Linked DNA regions of Danio rerio: region 2 is linked to region 1. A link is a contact called in public HiChIP or PLAC-seq data. All regions are on one chromosome and are shown on one strand. The core of a region is the stretch at or near the end of the contact, and the rest is flanking DNA. Distances in the headings are between cores, read along the strand shown.

The links. HiChIP or PLAC-seq counts read pairs in DNA pulled down with a chosen protein or histone mark.
Region 2: a contact with region 1 is called in an H3K4me3 HiChIP or PLAC-seq map of embryo, with 6 times the contacts expected there. The contact joins the promoter of mbtps1 here to the promoter of si:dkey-12e7.4 in region 1. A contact is called at or near these places in 1 of 18 Hi-C or Micro-C datasets (hematopoietic stem cells) and 1 of 4 datasets of contacts at active chromatin or transcription factors (embryo).

Annotation. Positions count from the first base shown.
Region 1 is chr18:22,562,031-22,569,638 of GRCz12tu, forward strand. It overlaps si:dkey-12e7.4, which reads right to left and starts at 4,871. Exons shown (of 6, transcript NM_001144042.1): 1 at 4,662-4,871; 2 at 4,109-4,160; 3 at 2,243-2,430; 4 at 1,998-2,156. The coding sequence starts at 4,808. It overlaps got2a (glutamic-oxaloacetic transaminase 2a, mitochondrial), which reads right to left. Exons shown (of 10, transcript NM_213379.1): 8 at 7,555-7,608; 9 at 7,318-7,468; 10 at 6,051-7,238. The coding sequence ends at 7,116.
Region 2 is chr18:23,071,012-23,078,619 of GRCz12tu, forward strand. mbtps1 (membrane-bound transcription factor peptidase, site 1) reads right to left here and starts at 3,768. Exons shown (of 23, transcript NM_199213.2): 1 at 3,609-3,768. It overlaps fan1 (FANCD2 and FANCI associated nuclease 1), which reads right to left. Exons shown (of 14, transcript NM_001045081.2): 14 at 7,186-7,608. The coding sequence ends at 7,488.

The DNA of each region.
Region 1 (7,608 bases), core at 3,621-6,120:
TTACTGGTATTCAACTTTTCAAAGTAGCATGTTTAGTGTTCTAACAGAATAAAAAAACTCAAAAGGTTTCAAACCTTACCAGGTTAAATGAAATAGTGAGAAAATTTAAATTTTTGGATGAACTATCCCTTTAGGTCCCCCAAAAAGGCTGGTCATCCACAAAAAGCAAATGCACAAGTGGACAGGACACTACTAATATCATGATATAGCCACAACTAATATTTCGTTCTTCAAATTTTTCTTTCTTCAAACAAATGTGTTTACAAATTATTCTCTTAATTTGATCTCCACTGTACAGTTGTACCTGTTTCAAGATGTAAACAAAATGTTTCAACAAAGAAATGCATTTAAAAGACATTTTCGTCCTAATTTTAATTTGCATAAATTTAAATTTAAAGTATATGCAGATGAGATGAACTATTGTGCTTGCAAAACAGTGCAAATTCACAGATGAATGGTCATGATCACCAGCGATGTAGCCCTTGTGGATCGCTGGAGAACACTACCTGTCATTCACCCGAACTACATATTCCATTATGCCCCGTAGTTACACACCGGTTTCAGGGGCCGGTTGCACCAGCATTGCGTAAGTTAAAACGTAGCCTAGTTGTGACTTAAAGGTATACCAAGTTGCACACATTACAAAATATTTTTGTGTTGCACCACTGAACTTAGTTTAAATTTAATGCTAAGTTATAACTAAATATTTACCGCAGCCTCCCCATATAACGGTAGAAAAGAGATGATAGCTAGATTAGTTTACTTTGAGGACCTTGCGATCTACTCACAGCCATAATTTCTCATTTTCTTTCAAGCAGTGTTTTGTTAATTGTATTCATCAATTAAAATGAGAATTTCTTCATAACTGAGTTTTTCTTCATGCTCTTTTCTCTTTCATTAGTAGGGTATAAAGAAATTCAATGTTTTGATAACTTTGTGTGCATTCAATTTTCCGTGCGTTCAAGGCTTGCGATGCAAGTGTGTGCGTCGTCTGTTATTAGTAACTGACTCATTTAAAGTGCTATAAAAATGTAATTTGTAATGAAATTTTCATAAGACAGTTATACATATATGCATTAGTTGCAGAATTTAATGCAGTTTAACGATTTAAATGTTTTTTATTGGATATTACGTCATTCAATGTGACTAAGCATGACTTAACGAAGAGCTTACGACCTACTAAATATGGTTTGCCCTAAGAACATGTGGTGCAACCAAAGTGAGAACAAATATAGTTACAAACTAGCTAGTTGTTACTAAGCCCCTAGTGTAGACTTTACGTTCCAGTTTAAGAAAGAACTTCCGATCAACTGATGCGACCCTACTCTGGTCACCTCTTGATTACACACACAGACATCCAGTCTGAGTCTAGCTATCTGTGAGCATTAAGCTGTGGTCACACTAGAGTTTGAGCATGCGCAATTCTGTCATATATCGCTGTGAAAGGGGGAGGGATTAAAGAAGATGATTAGACAACGTGATTAAACAAGACGAGCTTGCATTTTCGGTCAGCCACATTCGCATGCGAATGAATGTAAGTCTACGAAGAGAAAAGTTCCGTGTGACCACAGCTTCACAAAGCATTTTTCTTTGTTGTCTTGCTGTGTTTTGACCATTGTTTGTTGAATGTTTATATTTCTCTTAGCCTGTTTTTACAATAACTCTTTTGGATTACCTTTATGCTTCTGTTTGCTCCTGTTCTAACCTTACCTGCCTGACTTTGCTAAATAGAAGCTGCATTTGGACCCTACCCTTGTTGTCACATACCCTTATTACAACAGTGGACACCACGAAACCTGAAAAATCACCCAGATGTTTATTCATACCTATTTCCTTTGCCTTTAACACACTGATTATGACCTGAAATTTATACTGATATAGACTGTTCTCATCTAATCTATCCAGACCTTTCACTGTGGCCTTGTTAGGAGATGATCAACAAAATTCACATGATACTGGTCAACATTGTTGAACTCCACAAACACAATCTCACAAACCTTAGAAGTTCTGTAAGGGTACCATTTGAAAGTGTCGGCACGATCACCCCAGTAGAGCTCAACTGAACCCAGCAGGGACGTTACATTGATGACTGCCGCTCTGTGGATCCCCATCCCTGTCCCCTTTGCAGCTGCTCGCTTCAGCAGAGGAAGCATGGCCTGCATGACAAGTTCAGTTAGTGTGGTTTCAGACGTTCGTGATGACAGCAGAAGATATGTGCTTATATTGTGCAGAGAAACGAAACCTTGGTGATCATCAAAGGGGCAACAGAGTTGGTGTGGAAGTTTTCCAGCATCTGGTCTGCGGTCACAGTCTCTAGGTTTGCCACAACATTGATTCCAGCATTGTTGATGAGGCAGTTGAGACCCTCCTCTTGAACTAGCTCTTCCACCTCAGCTGCAGCTCTTTCTATACTTTCCTGACTGATAACATCTAAAAGCAGAGAGTAGAGCTGCAATAGTTACATCGCAGAATATGCAATGTTGGGATTATATTTGACCAAGAGCACATTAGAACACGTGAGATATGTGAAGTCACTGTAGAGTTTGAATATAATGGACTGAAAGTTTATCTTTTGCATGTGCTTTTAAGGCATATGACTGCATTCATTCAGGCACAAGAAATTGTGCCATTTGCAACTAGAAAGGATGTATTGTATTGGAAGACTATAGTGTTAATTTACATTTGATTTTTAAATTTCATCACTTGAATACTATTAGACCTTCCAGAAAACCTTAAAAGACTATATTTCACTTTATCTTTAAGTTCTAAAATTTTATGAATGACTCACTCTTAAATTAATGAATACTTTCTAAAAAGAGCTGTTCAAACTATCTGGTCAAACTATCCATATATTCACAGTGTCTGATAATATTTTTTTCTTCCAGAGAAAGTCTTATTTGTTTTATTTTGGCTGGAATAAAAGCAGTTTAAATTTTTAAACACCATTTTAAGGAAGAAACTATTAGCCCCTTTAAGCTATTTTTTCTGATCATCTACAGAACAAACCATTGTCATTCAACGACTTGCCACATTACCCTAACCTGCCAAGTTAACCTAGTCAAGTCTTTAAATGTCACTTTAAGCTGTATAGAAATGTCTTCATTAATATGTAGTAAAATATTATTTACTATCATCATGGCAAAGATAAAATAAGTCAGTTATTAGAGATGAGTTATTAAAACTATTATGTTTAGAAATGTGTTGAAAAAATCTCTCTCTTAGGTCATGGGGTCTGTAATGTGATTAGGATGCTGGACATAGGAGTGCAGATCTAAACGCAGGTTTATTAGCAGGATGGTCAGTCAAGCAATGGTCCCAATCAGGAGCAAACATCTATACAGCCAATCCAGAGTCGTGGTCAATAAGCAGGTGAATGATCATTACAGCAGGAAGCAAGCAACTTAAACAAACAAAGCAAAGGTAGAATCAGTCTATGAGCAGCTTCAGCTGTGAGTCTAATCAATGGAGTCTTGGAGCAGGTGTGTGTGCGTGTGACTGGATCTTGTAGTCCGAATACTGGCCGATTTGAAGTTGTATGTGATCTGTGATTTTACCTGCGATCTGAAATGATTAGATCGCTGATGATTGTGACAGAATCCATCACCATCAGGTTTGATATACTTATACTATACTTAAAACCATACAACTGAAACTGTTGTTATTAATACTTATAATTATATAATACAGTTATAATATAATAACATTATCTACTAAAATAACAAAAAAATCAAGATAATACATAAATGTATACTGACAAAAAAAATTATGATGAAAAAATAGAAAGCAAAATAATAATATGCAGGTGGTAGAATATCATCATCCACCAAGCCGTTCATAAATTCCAACCCTTTCCAACAAATCAAGCTGAAGACTTAACTGCTGCTTTTATGAGTTTATAAAACGGTCAATTTCATGGTATTGCATGGTGATATTAAAAGATTCATTCACTGAAACATTTTGTGTAAGTCAATGACTGAAGAATTGAGTAAGTGTGAGTGTATGTGTTGTGTTAGGGCGCCACCTAACGCCCAATACAAAATCTAGGTCATGAAGCAAACCCAGCCTGGAACTACAGTTGGTGACTATAAAAAGTATGTATTGTACTTACCCAGTTTAATAATGTGTATGTTTTGGTACTCTTCCGCCAACCTTTGTAGTTCCTATAAAGCAAGGAGTTATTTTAAACATTTTTTAAGTAGTCATTTCTATTCTATAATTAGTACACATGCTTTTTATAGGCCTTCTATTAAATTATTAAAAATAGTTATATTTTTTCCTAAATAATTAGATGATATTTAAAAAAGGCCAAACCCTTTTTTTGGACAGATCAGTCGCCACCCACAGACCTTGATTATTATCAGGAGCCACGGGTACTAATTTTGTATTGCCTGTACAGTATTGCCACCAGGATTTCTGTTATTATCCAGTTATTTTAAGTAATGCAGCAAGATATTGACACATGTAACAGGAATGTAAAATAAAGTACTTTTAGCACTCATATGACGACTGTATGACGAAATTAGATATATTGATCGTACATATATCTGCTACGCTTGTGCACACTCTCCTTTAGCTTAGATGACTGTAAAGGATCTGGGGCTTTTGTACTATTTGTACAACAGACCTAATGTAAATACTACACTGTCTGCTCTGAGCTTTACCTTGGCTCCATTTGGATTCCGCGCAGTGGCGATAATCTTCCCGGGAGAGAAGCCTCCCGTTACCAGACTTTCAACTATCTGCAGCCCGAGGCCTCGACTGGCACCGGTGATCATTAAGTTTGAGCAGTTTTGAAACGCATTAATCATTTTGACACTTTATTCGAGAACACGAGTTAAGTTTTAATGCCGTAAACGAGATTATATAAATGTGACCGCTTGATGGCGCTGTCGTCTACAGTCACGTGACGCGAATCTGGCGTCTCTTTTGCGTCACGATGCGTCAGTCTGTTGATTTATTTAGGATTTTATGACTGCTAGATAAAAATGTAACTATAGGTTTGTGCGTCAAATTTTTCAGTTGAAAAGGAAAATTTATTCCAGAGGAAAGTTTTACTGGAGGCCCCTGCTTGAGGATATAGACTGGAACAGAACCTGGCTTTTACCTGGGAAACATTACATTTCCAACAAGGCCAAAGTAATACATTTTAAAATTAAACATAAAATGTATCGGGTAAATTCTAGTATTTCAAAATTTTTGGACATCGACAGCTCCTGTTCATTCAACAAACAGGCAGAGGAGACATTAGTATGTTTTTTGATTGTCCAATTTTCAAGCAATATTGGTCACCCTAGGTTCTCATATATTTGAGTCTGCCAATGCTGTGAATTGCTTTAGTCAAAAGACATGCTTTTTTATTATAATAACCCAAAAGATAAACCCCTAGAACACATTATACTTTTTAATTTATATATGTAGCAACATTTTCATTCACAAACAGAAATTTGCAAATAATTACCCATCCATTGCTTATTTTAGAAAAGAATTTAGCTCTCTCCTAAAATCACTTCATCTTATTAAGAATAAAAACCCTTAGATTCCTGAAATAATATACAGATGGATTTATTAAAGATCCTCGATTTTAATTGCTTTCCTGATGGTTACTTAAGTGCCATTGCAATTTCATTCATTTAATTTAGTAATTATATTATTATTATGTTTTTATTATTAATACTATAATTATTATTATTTTCCCTTTCTGTCTAATGATATGTTATTTGTAAACGTATGTGATTATAGTTTTTCTTATGACTTTATATTACTGACCTTTATAAAATATGTGTATGATCCCTTGGACATTGTTCTGATGTTCATGTATTGTCAGGTCAAGCAAAAAAAAGTGTTTTATGAAATACGACAATATGACTGATTGAATGTAAAAAAATACAAAATAAAAAAATAAAATAAAATATGTAGGTTTTTGTTGAGCTCACTTTTATTCATTTAAATAGGATTCATAGAGCACCACTCATGACACTTCATCATTTTGGAGAAATCTTGAGGGAAATACAATTAACCACAGGAACACAATACACAATTATACAAATATATTCGTCAGCACTTTTGTTTTATTTATCCTCACAAAGTGCATGTTTATGTAATCAAGATTCACACAGGTGAGAGCTTTTCTTAAAGCATCATTAACCACTGATATATCAGTTACAATTTCAAATAGGTTTTAATTCTAAAATGAATCTTCATTTGATTTTGTTCACATGCAGTATGTTTAACACATGATGAATGAGATTAATAGTTCACTCAAAAAAAATGTAATTGTCATCATTTTTAACACCCAACAAGACTTTCAGAAGAATGTTGAAACCAGAAGCTATTGAATGTTTTAGATGTCAATGGGTACCAATTTCTCATAATCTGAAAAGGATCTTCGTTTGTGTTCAGTAGAAAAAAACAAACCATTTAGAAGGTCTTGAGGGTGACAAATTTTGAGTGAACTACCCTTTAAATGGCCAGAACAAAACACAAAATGAATGTAAATGCCTATATCAATTTATGAAACTATCTGTGTGTGATGCATGAAAAATTCTAGCCAGAAAAGTAAAATAAATCTGACAAGCTGCATGAGAACAAATATATTGCACACACTATGGACAATCTTCCACCACTAGTAGCAAACTCACAATAACTATGTTTAGAAGAAGTGCTAAAGTTCTAGGTGAAATGAACATGAGACTGGCAACAGTCATTCAAAGATGATGCAATCATCAAAACATGAAATCAGTGCACTCCTTTCAGTTACATGAGTATATGGGTAATCATTCAAAATGGTTATTGTTATTATTTCATACTGAGTTATTATTCTCATTTAGAGTCATTTGTCTGAAAAACAAAAAGATTTTTAAAGCATGTTAGACTTTTAGACCATAAAAACCTTCTTATCAGTTCCGACAAAGGAAACAATGATAAGCAACATCCTTTAAAGCTTGTTTTTATCATTTTGAAAGGAAGCATCCTGTCTTAATTTATTGCAGGGCTCATATTCACAGTCATGTATTACCATTAATAATGCCAAATCAAGTGAACTGGAAGTCTACATTCATCCTATGTCTTATCTGGTCCTGACAGACATTAAATCATCACTACGTTTGATGCTAGCTTCACTTGGTGACGGCGTGGATGGCATGTGCAAGATACTCCACGTTGGCAGACGTCACTCCGGCCACAGAAATCCGGCCATCTTTTGTCATGTATATAGAGAATTCATTAATCAGACGCTCCACCTGACAACAAGAAGAGAAGTCGGTGAGAAAAGCTGAAGCCTTATCAGAAACTCCCAGAATGCACTGTCATTTGACTTGCCTGTTCCGGTTTGAGCCCAGTGAAGCAGAACATCCCGATCTGGTCAGTGACATGTTGCCAGTTGTGAGTGGAGCCCTCCTTTTTAAGGTTGGAAACGAGCATCTCTCTCATCCTAATGATGCGGTCAGCCATGCCTTTTACCTCCTGAAGCCTACCGGGAAAATAAAACCAGTTATATCTGTACAGCTTGATACTCATTGGCTGTGTTTGGTGACTGGGTTTAATCTGTGGCCTCACCATTCTTTGTAGAGTTCAGGTGTGTTGAGGATAGTGGCGGCGATGCGAGCGCCA
Region 2 (7,608 bases), core at 2,518-5,017, 510 kb after region 1:
AACTGACACGACTGAAAATGGTGTGTAGATAAATGTGTAAATGTCTATGTTCTGTGTTAGGTGTGAATGGTATTCAAAAAAAAAAAAAAAAAAAAAAGCTAAAGGTTGCAGGTGCACTGAAAAAAAATGTTGCCTGCAAAATTGTTACAAACAATGTATTTGTTTAAATTTAACAACAAATTAACAAATTGTTTACAATACTTTAAAAAAATTAAGTAAATTCAAGGAATCATGTTTGAATCATTTTTTGTCAGTGTGTGAACAGTAGGGGTGTCGGAAATCGATCGAAATTTATGCTCAATTTTGATTATTGAATCAAAAAATAGAATCGTCAATGCTGCCACGCCCCCATGTCACGTCAGCTTGGCTTGCCAAGCGGGAAAAAAACAGGCTTGTTGAAGTGCTTGTTAAACTGCAGAAGCAGGAGACCCGTCGAGAGAACTTAAACCCTCTCCTCTTTCAATGAAGTCGCCGGTGTGTAAGCATTTTGGATTTCCAGTGAGTTATGTTGACAACGTTCGTGTTGTCGACAAAAAAACACAGTTTTGCAAGCTCTGCTATGTACGTATTACGTACGGTTCGTCCGATAGACAACACCGGCATCGCGATCCTCCGCCAGCCCCCGTTGCAAATCCGCTCGCGAAAAGTACATACTCAGGATCTGTTTACACAGTCTTTGTTTTTAAATGGCATTTTAGAACGACAACAATTTGACATCCACAGTGGCGTGTGGCATTTCTGAGCAGCCCTCCTTCCTCTCTACCTCTGAAAATGCACATCACGTGACCACACAGACACAGACGGACACAGCCATATGAGCTTGAGACAGCGGGTTCAGGCAGTCAGAGAACTGCTTCAATCTTTCACTCACTTGTACTTAGTCATTTTAGCGAACACCTCAGATACTGTTGGCTGGTTCCTGTTGGTTGTGCCTCTTTTTTTACCTACGCCATTATAACAACACAGATCACTGCCTATTCACGAGTCAGGCAGAAAAAGAGATTGACAGGTGGTAATTATGTGTGTATCTTACTGTATGATTTGTTTATGGGTAAAACAGACCATGCAGGTCAGGTAGTTTAAACGGTAGGATACAAATAATTAATTGGTCATTAATTAATTAATTATTCATAATCGAAAATCGAATCGAATCGTGCCTTCAGAATCGAAAATGGAATCGAATCGAGGATTTGGAAGATCGTGACACCCTTAGTGAACAACATTCAAAAAAAAAAAAAGATAAAAGGTTGCAGCTTTAAAATATAAAACAAACAAAAAAGTAACTGCCAGTAATGCTCTGTATTTGTGCAGAAAACGGTTTAGTTTACTACAATTAAGCATCTCTTGAAATGTTTTGTAGTATAATCTGGTGATAGCCGATATTGGTTGCTGCCTGTCGGTGAAATGTGAATTATCCATGACAATCAAATAAGAAAAAAACAGAAGAGCATTATCACAATCTGTTGGGGATCACGCAGCTCCAATGATGCAGTCATTAAAGCAATCTGGAATGATGTTTGAAATCAACCACCAAGTGTTAGCCTAAGGACAACTTAAGGGTCATTTCCTTGAAAACATGTTCCCCACCCACAGGCACGCTTCCAGAGACTTAATTTCCCACTGACTCCAGGCTGTGAACGCCTGTCCCACATGAGGTGGGTTCAACTCGGATGGACTGATTTGTTGTGTAATTAAGTTTTACATCCTGGAGTAAGAGCCCAATATGTATACCATATGGTTTTTTAACATCCTGTTAAGTCACCAATGCAAGGCTGTTAAATACTTGTAAAGAGAGAAATACTGTGGACTTGTGCCAATTTGATCCCTTTCATCAAAACGTTTAATTGTAGCTTACATAAAAAAAATAGTGGCATGTTTGTAATCTGCTCAATAAAAGTATATTCTAAATGCATGTTATAGAGCTTTTAATTTGCTGTCTGAGCAAATGAAAAGTAAAAACAAATCAATAATAAAGTTTACACATTTTATACTTTACTTTCACAAAAGTAGTTTACGCTTTAGAGATCTTTGTGCTTGAGACCCCAGAAATGTAAAATGGGAAGAAAAGATCTGTAACTGCTTTAATTTCATCACAAAAGTTGCGAGGATGTGAATGTTATCATCAAAGAATCAACATTTACTTTAATGTTATTTGTAGACAAACACAATCTAGGATGTTAGTGCAACACACTAAAGCAATACTTCACTCTTGTACGAAATTTGTACTTATTTACTCAACCTGTTTAATTGCTTAACTTTACTTCTGTGGACCTCAAAAGATGATTTTAGGTAGAATAATGTATTTTTACGCTGTGTTAAACATATGCTGGATAAGTTGGTTGTTCATTCTGCTTTGATGACGGCTGATGAATAAAGGGACTAAGCCAAAGGAAAATGAATGAATGAACGAACGAACAAATAATGTCCTTTTAGTAAAAATGCTATTAAGAATAACTTAATGTAAATGTAAATCTAAATGTATGCATTTTTTAGTAAGAAGGTAACTTAAACGTCACATTTCAGTCTAAAGGCAGCTATCAACAAAAACAGAAGCTAAGACACTGACCAACAGTGCTCAGCATAATTAATTAAAGACCATTTTGAAAATGATTATTTTTATTCATTTCTCAGTGAATATAGGCAATGTATTTTGGTGCATTTGAACAAAACAGATTTATTAAACAGATATTATTCAAAAATAATATTTTAGTCACCGAACATATTGAGAAATTAAAAGATAATACAATTAAATCCAAGCAAAATATAGCAAAAATAAATACATTTCAACTACATTTTTCAATTAATTATTTACTTATTTTTGCTTCTCTTGATTTTTCCTTTTTTATTTTTATTTAATACTTTTCTATAACATATAAATTTGGGTGTACAAGTTTTTGGACTGTTATCAAAAGTTATTTTGTTAGATAAACTCCAGATTTGGCTTCAGTGCCAATCTAATCTAATCTAATGTATATTCACAAATATAATATTATATAGCTTCCTATTAAAAATATGAATTCAAAAGAGATTTGTAAGGGGTGTACATATATATTTGCTGAGTACTGTATAACTAAAAACTATCCAAAGTAATAACCTATTGTTCTTTTCTCCATTTTTGTTGTTACTAGGGTTTATACTTGTTGTATACATTTGTACCATTCTATTCTTATTTATATATTCTTGTTGACGTCTCCCAGCACTGAACAAAGCCTTTGTATTGACACGGACAGCATTTCTATGTTAGATGCAAATTTGGAAGAACTTATTCTATTTGAACGAATCTATTTGAATGGACTGTTTTGTTTCTGCAGTCATCAGTACATGAAACAGTTTGTTGTTTTATTTTAGAGAATACACCACATACAAACTAATGACAATAACAGTAGCAGTCTAGCTAACATGACAGCACAAAACAAACGTTTACGCTGCGTTTGCAACAAAGCTAATTATTAACGACCTTCTCGTATACAGAAAAGCTTTAAATATGTATATTTTTATCGCCAAATAAGGCAAACATGTGGCCTCGTCAACATCCTGCTACAAGCTAACGTTAGCTTAGCAAAGCATGAGTATATCCCAACATCATCCCAATCCCATATTCTACTTACTATCTGCGGAATGTACAACGACGGTGCAGGAAATGATTATTCCAGTAATAAGTCGTCTGAGATCTGTTTGTATCTTTGTCTTAATACATATTACAACTATTCACAAGCTAATGGCGTAAGCTGTAAGACTGTAATGTGAGAAACTGGTATTAAACACAACAAGCAGAAGCCAATTATCGATCGTTACGTCATGTCTCGACTAGGGAGGGATAGACGTACAGCCAATAGAAAGCGTTTTTACTTTTATGCCTCCACGTGATTGGTTAGAACAATTCCTATGGTACAAGGCTTCATGTCAAGACTCAGAAGCACGGTTAAAGGTGCACTGGTTCGGCTTGATTTGTTTTATGTTGTCAATTTATGTAAACATTGTTTTTGCAATGCAATTATGTAATAATTGTTTTGCATTAAAAACGTTCTATATGTATGGTACTTAAAATATCACTGAAAGCACATACATATGAGCTGAAGAATAGAGTCATTAAGCAGATATAGCTACTGTAATTTTAATTACACATATAAATTGCAACATATTCTTTATTATAAAGATACTACTAGTTTTTATCGCATAGTACTTATTAATTTCCAATAGATTATACTAGTACTAACATACACTAGCTGACACTAACATACATTTAATAGAATACATTATTTCTATTTTATTAGATACTAGTGCTATTCAAAATACATGTTTTAAAGGTACAGCAAATGATTTCTTTCATTAAAATATACAAAAACTACAACAGTTTATATATATGATGTTAAGTTAATTTTTTTTTCTATATACCGCCAGATCATTTTCTTTTAATGTGTAAACACATTGTTATTATATAGTAATAATATTGTAATAACACTGCCATTACATGTTATAACATTGTAATTCTTATGTCATTACAGTATAATTACTATGTAATAACATCGTAGTAACATTTTATAACATAGTAATTATATTGTAATGACAGAAATGTTATAACAATGTAACTACAATGTTATTACATGGTAATTATAGATGCATAAATAGCAATTACATTGTTATAACATTGTAATTACATTGATATAACATTTATTACATTGTTATAAAAATATTTTTTAACAGCAATTACAATGTAATAACAGTAGTTATAACAATATTATTACATAGTAATAAGGATGTAATGACAACGTAATTCCACCAATTTTTTAAATTAATTACATAAGTATTGCCTATGTTTATGTCTAAACAAATGCTGTACATGAAATATACAAAGAAACATTTAAGTTTATAAATATTATCATGCATGTGTAATTACAATGCAATACATTGCATAATATATAAGATAATATAATAAATATAATAGCAATGTAATGACTAATTCATTTTGTAATTACACATGTATGATGTATATTTACGTATACAACTATAAAAACACTGTAAGAAAGAAACATTTACATTTACAAATATTATCTTGGATGTAACTATTCATGCTTTCATGTTGTTGATAACAAATTCTGACCCAACCATCTGAATGTCGCAGCAGAAATCGAGACTCATCAGACCAGGCAACGTTCTTCCAATGTTCCGTTGTCCAATTTTGGAGAGCCTGTGCAAATTGTAGCCTCAGTTTCCTGTTCTTAGCCGACAGGAGTAGCACCCATTGTGGTCTTCTGCTGTTGTAGCCCACCCGCCTGAAAGTTAGACATGTTGTGCTCTTCTGCATAACTCAGTTGTAACGAGTGGTTATTTCAGTTACTGTTGCCTTTCTATCAGCTCAAACCAGTCTGGCCATTCTCCTCTGACCTCTGGCATCAACAAGGCATTTGTGCCCACAAATTTTTTGCACCATTCTCTGTAAACCCAACAGAATGGTTGTGCCTGAAAATCCCAGTAGATCAGCAGTTTCCAAAATATTCAGACCAGCCCATCTAGCACCAACAACCAAGCCACGTTCAAAGTCACTTAAATCACCTTTCTTCCTCATTCTGATGCTCGCTTTGAACTGCAGCAGATCGTCTTGACCATGTCTACATGCCTAAATGCACTGAGTTGCTGCCATGTGATTGGGTGATTAAAAAATTTGCATTAACGAGCAGTTGGACAGGTGTACCTAATAAAGTGGCCAGTGAGTTTAAGTAATAAAAATAAACAATATTAACAAGAGACATTGGCAGAGTCGTGTCGCCATGCTAATGACTTCTTACATCCTCGATTTCTGGTTTGGTGTTATAAAAAAAAAAAAGAAAACAAAACGCTTTGTGCATTTTATTATATTGCACAGAGAAGCATTATTACAGTAAACTGTACTAAACTGTATTTAGTATAATAAAACAGTGCTGCTTCTTTCCCAAAATCAGAAGACCGGCCAAATAAAAACGTATTATTCTAATCGACTGTGGCATAATAAATCCATCGTGCTAGTCTCTCATTAGCAATTGCTTCAGGGATCTTGCTTTACTTCAACAGCATTACTTGTCCTTAAACTACCATTATAATGTCTTGAATACTTTAGCTTATTTATAAACCTGATTTCTGCAAGAAAGCCTGTACGATGTAATGAAGACTGCAACTCTTAGTCTCATTAAACTACTTTGTTTGTTGGGAATACAGGCCCTCTAGTGGCAAAAATTACACACTGTGCTTTTGAGGATAAATGTCAAAACAGCTTGCCATGCAGATATCTTAATAAATGCTTGTTAATTTTACATTAAGGTAGACTGAATGATAGCAGACATGTTGAGTCAGGCATTCACAGTTGCTGGCAGGGCAACAACAGACTACAGCATGCAGTAGTATGTTTGCTGTCAATACCCTCACGTACAATCATATTTTTGGGAATAAACATCCAATATTTATACTCATGTCATCTTTTCACAAACTCCTCAAATAAAGCAGCTAAAGTATTGCATTGTGCAGCCAGTCAGAGAACAATTTACACAATTTAAAAAATATATATTTATGAGCATTGATTTTGAAGACTAGCAGTGGAAATTATAAATGATTTAGAAAGCTTCTAGATTAAACTGCATTTCATTCAACATTTTGGAATACAAAAAAACATTAAATTTACGTTAAGGTTTTGTAGGTTTTTTTGTAACTTATTTCATAAGTGCAAGCAGGATATTACTAATATAAACTATTTATTTTGTGTTTTTTATAATTATTGAATGACTAAAGTAGTGGGTTTTAATGCTACCTTGTTCACCTCTGTTGTTCAGTGTTACATTGAAATTTACTAACTAAACATTAAGAAAATTCAAGTGCCCTTTTACAAGCATTTACCTAATGAATGTGCTTTACAGAGACATGCAAACTTCATAACGAAAGGCATGCTTTACTAAAACAACAGTGTATGGCATTGTTTTGAATAGATCTTAAAAAAGAGCTAAGTTTGACTTCTGCAACAAAAGAGTATGTTTAATTCTGGCTGTCAGACGTGAAGGATATGCTTGAATGAATATGCAGTGAAAAGGAATGTGGTCATGCATAGTTCTTTGACCACAATAATAGACATAACAAAACATAATGGAATCCTATTTTACGAGCTGCAACATTATGTGCTTATGTCTTGCATCACTATTTAAGCATTATTAACATTTCAAAAACCTTTTAAAATGCTTTTATTTAATTTCTTTAAAATGATTTATTCTATAAATGTCACATTAAAAAAGTCATTCAAATATATTCTCACTTTACAATGAGCACAATAATAAAAGTCAGTCAATCAGCGCCATGAGGTAATTTAACAGTCTTCAGATGGGGAATAAATCCCCTTAGAGTGCCTATTAATATTCTTTTCTTACATCAGATCAGTGGCAAATTGAGGTCAAACTTTAATGCATCATTAAATCCATCCAGTGTTGCTTCAAGCATTTCTAACTTTCCTTCTGAGAGTGACAGCAGCTTCACTCCCGTCGAGCTCCTCGTGCTCCAGTAGCCGTGACGTGACACACTTCTACATCTGCCCCGAGTTTACGCAGCTCATCCAGCCATATCTGTTGCTTCTGGGACAGACGGTCATTAGGG